2 separate regions of the Lactuca sativa genome follow, and region 1 is linked to region 2. The links are chromatin contacts, called in public Hi-C maps. All regions are on one chromosome and are shown on one strand. Each heading gives the region's core, a stretch centred on a gene start, on an enhancer-like site or on the middle of the called end of the contact. The rest is flanking DNA. Distances are from core to core; before and after follow the strand shown.

What was found. A called contact is a pair of places that touch in the nucleus more often than the background predicts.
Region 1: a contact with region 2 is called in a Hi-C map of leaf, with 8 times the contacts expected there. The contact joins the promoter of LOC111894800 here to the promoter of LOC111894830 in region 2. A contact is called at or near these places in 2 of 4 Hi-C or Micro-C datasets (both in leaf).

The regions. Positions count from the first base shown.
Region 1 is chr8:101,475,659-101,478,358 of Lsat_Salinas_v11, forward strand. LOC111894800 (diacylglycerol kinase 4) reads left to right here and starts at 1,409. Exons shown (of 12, transcript XM_023890898.3): 1 at 1,409-2,001; 2 at 2,399-2,521; 3 at 2,674-2,700. The coding sequence starts at 1,654.
Region 2 is chr8:101,305,514-101,308,220 of Lsat_Salinas_v11, forward strand. It overlaps LOC111894830, which reads left to right and starts at 1,453. Exons shown (of 9, transcript XM_023890925.3): 1 at 1,453-1,624; 2 at 1,690-1,817; 3 at 1,926-2,023; 4 at 2,237-2,432; 5 at 2,510-2,602; 6 at 2,679-2,707. The coding sequence starts at 1,528.

The DNA.
Region 1 (2,700 bases), core at 159-2,658, 170 kb after region 2:
TTCATTGTCACAAATAATTATTTATATAGATTTGTGATCAAACTTCACATTTATATTAATTGTTTACCCTTTGTCATTCGTATCATTTTCCCTTTATTATTCATATCATTTCATTCATTCTCAAATTTATAACAAGTCTTAAATTTATGAGATTTTTTTATATGCTTTACTTTAATCAGAGTGACATGAGGTGAAGAGTATGTCATTATGAAATAATATAATATTTTCGTGTTGATATGGTCTCAACAGAAAATGGACCTAAAAATAGAACATTATTAAGAATTTCTTGAACTCTTCAAGAAGTCAATGTAACAACCCATTTTCTTAAGAATTTCTAGAACTCTTTAAGTTTAAGAAGTCAATGAAAGCTAACTGCAAAGACTGAATTTGTTTTCATTGTTTATAAGATAAAACTATTTTATTATATTAATGCTTAATAGTCTAAAAGACTGAAATTGTTTGTTTTTATTACATTATTAGTTCACTAGTTGTGAGTAGTGCAATGCAATGTGATATAAGCTTTTATTGTAAATTGAGAAAGAAAAATTGATCCAACTCCTCATTAAAACAAAATCCATAATTTATATTTAAACAAAATAGAAATTACAACCATCTTTGTCATACATTTTATGCACATTTAAAATATGATAAGATATACATCCATGTAAAAATGTTAGAAGAATTATATAAGATATATTGTGACACTGACATATGTACAATAATAAATAGTTGATTTTACATATTCACCACATAAAACTTTTTTAGACACTACGCTTTGGTGGGCAACACTATAATGATTATATTTTTTTGAGGGGCCATACTAATATTTTTGTATTACTTCATGATATCCCTCACATTTATACTTTTGAGTATATAAACGCATCTCACAACCAAAAACATGTCTTAGACTCTTAGTAAATTTAATCATGGATGCAAGTAAATATAATTACAATATAATTTTAAAGTTTAAAGTCTATATGGTATCTCGTTAAAATGCAAATTTATTTTCCTTTTAAATCTTGATTTCTTTCTTGATTCTATACAAAATCTCATGTCTTTTTCTCATCAAGAATAATAACATTGCTTTCAATTACGATTATGCAAAATGGTTGCCGAGATAGAAGGAAAAATCATACATTTACTAATCGCATTTAATATTTATGTGATTTTTCGTACTGAATTTAGAAGTTTTGAAAACAGTTATTAACGATTCATACATAGTTTTATAGAAAGCAAACATTTTCTATAAGAAAGTAGTGAAGTGAAACTTCACTTAAAGTTGAGGGTCTAAAATGAAAATAAGCTTATTTATACACTTCAAACTCGTGGATCTTTATAGGGCGTAGAACCTGAGGATTCAGATGGCACTTTCGTAATTAATTCCATCCTTAAGGGCATTTATCAAATGCCCTCCCGCCGGCGTTCTAAAACAGAACCCCACCCACCCGGACTCCGGCCCCATTCCTCCCACACCACACACACACACACACACTTTCTCTCTTAAGAATAACTGAAGTCAATTCCAAGTTTTCAACACGTAAGAATATTCGGTTACGATAATCTTAGAGGTTTAAAAGAGGAACATATTCGAGTCTTGTCTTGATTGTGTTAGCTCGTGTGTCGCCTGAGAGAGAGAGAAATAGAGAATCAATAATGGAATCGCCGGGACCGGAGACGGTGGTGGCTAAAGTAGCCGTAAGGTCATCTGTGATAGAGTCGATCAAAGGGTGGTCGTCGTTATCTGGGGTTCGGATTCGTAAGGAGGAGCTGAGGCAGAAGATTACGATGCCGGAATATTTACGCCTCGCTATCAAAGACGCCATTGCATCAAAAGACATCGACGCCGGAAAACCTCATTACGAACTCATTACCACCGGTCACGACAAACCACCGCAAGTCGCCCCTGAATCGCCGTTGATTGTTTTCATTAATTCCAAGAGCGGTGGACGCTATGGCCCGGAACTTATGGCTAGGTTGCAGGATTTAATGGGGGAAGAACAGGTAACGTCTAATTCACTCCATTAATCAGTTCAAAACCCCGTAAAATTCTCTTGATTTCATTAATTTATCAGTAACCTTTCATTTTAAATCTTATCTTCTGTTCTTGCATATCTGGTCAGAGTCAAGCGTCATGAAAATCGACGATTTTTATGGTTTTAAAGTCGAATTACATCATCAATACTGATCTTTCTGAACTTTTTAATCATAAACTAAAACCAATTTTGATTATGCTCTTGAAATTTCTATACTTGATACCAATTCGAGACCCGATCAAAAACTCAAACCCCATCTGTTCAAATCCTTTCTTGTAAACCTCATATTATAACCCATATACAAACGCCAAAAGATTCAAACTTCTTTCACTTCCTTTTTCAATGATTTCGCTTTTGATTTTCAGGTTATTGACCTTCTGAGTGTAAAGCCTCATGAGTTTATTCAATATGGTTTGGGTTGTCTTGAGAAGCTCGCTAGTATTGGCGATGGGTGTGCTAAAGAAACCCGTGAAAGATTAAGAATTGTGGTAAATCTCGTATCCCACACTCATTTATTTTTACTTTTTACTCTTTAAAATTAATTTTCAACGTACAATGTTACTATATTACTATATATATACAAAGTTTATATAATTTTAAGGTAAAAATTTAAGGTTTATAAATTGTTTAATAATGATAGGTTGCGGGTGGTGATGGAACGGTAGGA
Region 2 (2,707 bases), core at 203-2,702:
ATCGGGAACAAACAATTTTGGAAAAGTTGATTTCATTTTCATTTACATAATCCCCTCTCAAGAATTTTCTCTTAATTCTACTCCGAGAGATTGATTGGAATCACCATGAATTACTCAAAATGCCAACAAATAATTCTCTTATATCGTTAATATACTTTGTCATTAGTAATGTTTTGAGTTTTACCAATGTTATTCTGAATGTCGGAAGTGTCATTCGGACATGAAATTAGAAATTATAGTTTTTTCAAAGTTGTAACTGTAACATATCATCCATTTGGTTTCTACTCATGTTATATTGCATTGCGTTTCTACTCATGTTATATTGCACTGGTTTCAAAGAGTACACCCTTGTTTAGATGTATGAGGCCATAACAAAAATATTCCAAAAGATTGTTCAAAAAGAATTCGCCATAATCCGGAACATATCATCAAATTTTGGACCTGAATGTGTATTCCGATATTTTGGTCGCAAAGTAACAATGTATATCTAGACCAAGTAAACTTACACAATGTTTTGTATTACAATTTAGGTTTTAGGTTTATGGATTGTTTATGAAAATATTGTGTTCCGTTATGATTTAAAGTTTATGGTTTATGTTGCACATTGTAATGTATTTTGTTATATGTGTAGGAAAAAATGATTTCCTATTTATTTGTGTTGTTATGTGTCTTCCTTATATTGATTGGTATGATGTTTGAAAACATAAACATTAAATTCAATAACATACGCATTAAGCTCAATTCGTGCATCTTTTGGACGAACACATTTTCAGCTTAAAATTCTATCTGTGGTGATATAGATCTCTATTCCTTAACCAATATATATTCACATATACAAGCATACTTCAAAATAATAGTTCGAAATGTATGTTCATAACGTTACCAGTAATGAACTTGCTAAAAGTTAAGTATGGCATGTCAGATTTTGAATCGCTTTACGTCACTCATGTCAGCCCACCAATGCACCAACGCTTAATAACAACTTGCTCTTGTTTGGAACAAGATAAAGTACATCCAGAATAAACTTACTGAAAAGTAATTCTGACATGTTAGATTTCCAAGAACTTTATGTCAACTCATGTCAATCCACCAACACTCCAACAAAACGTTTTTGTCTAGAACATGGTGTTCCAAATTAAGTGGTCATTTCACCAATAACGCAAAAAATGATATTTTTGTTTAGATCCAAACTAAAATTAGGTTTATTTTAGTCGATATCCATTTTTTATACATAAATATGTTACAAATAAAAGTAAACGACTGGTTTAAGACTAAAAACTTGAGAATAATAATAAAAATTAGTAAAAAAGTTAAGGTATTTTTTGTCGTTTTACCCATAAAAAAAAACTATATAGGAAATCAGAGTTAAAACTGTAAAACTGTAAGTCAGTTAGGGTTAAAGTGTAAAATTAAGTCAGTTAACTATAAGTGACACCAGCATATAGTAAAGGGTCCATACTCGTAACTTACCTTTCATCAATATTGCACGAATGAAGTGAGCCCTCGTTTTTTTGGAGCTCACTGTTCATGGTGTCAATGGCGAGCTCTACTGAAACCTCAAAATGGCTGACTTTATCCGTCACACTCGCCCTCGCCACCGTTTCTACATCCGCCGCCGTCTCGGGTAACATATTCTCATGTTTTCATCAACTCCTTAGACAATATATCATTCAATCTGATATCTTTCAGTTTACTACTGGAGTAAGAGAAGAACGCAAGATTCCGTTGATAAGCTTATAAAGGAGCTTCAAAAATCTCTGAAGGAATCATTAGAAAAGTGTGCTGCTGAGAGGCAGGGCCGAATTAGAGCTCAACAGGTTAAACCCACACAAACGGCAAACCCCCTTTTTGATTTCGTAAATGTGTCCCCTGTTTTGCAATTCGAAGCTCATTTGTTTTAATTTTCAACAATCATATATGAACAGGATTTAAGAAAAGCTATGCTCCAAGCTAAAACGGAGAACTTGGAGACGATTTATCCCATGGCTACTATTGCCATCATCAGATCGTGTTTCTCTACGAGGTAATTGTTACAATTTTCAAGTCTCTTTCAATATTAAACTCCCAACACAATTCCATAATCAAATGTATAACATTTCAAAAGCTTCAATTAAGAAATATGCCAATTGCCATGCCCCAAATGTGCTACTCTTATGAACATGTTCATGAATTGACATGTTAATACCCAATGATTCTGCTCACTTATAAATTCATCAATTTTTTTTGAAATACACAGGAATGGAACACCAAGGCAACCTCTAATTGTACCTCTTGCAAGGGCACTTTTGACATTTGATACATCGCGGGTCCCACCATCTTCTCTTGAAGGTCTTGAAGAGTATTCCCATTGTTGGATCATATATGTTTTTCATCTCAATACAGATCTTGAAAAGTTATGGAAACATCCATCTAGGTCTAAGTTGAAAGCAAAGGTATGTATTATGTAATGTGTATGTCTTGTTCTATTTCCCTCAATTTTATTTTTTTATTTTATTTTAAAAATCTTAAGGTAAGAGTACCAAGATTGAAAGGTGAAAAGAAAGGGCTCTTTGCTACAAGATCACCACATCGCCCATGTCCAATTGGTCTTACAGTTGCAAAAGTAAGTTGAATCATATATTATTTATGTTTAATAAATAATAATCATTACAAGATATATATAAAATTTAATTATTTAGGTGGAGTCTATTCAAGGAAATAGCATCCT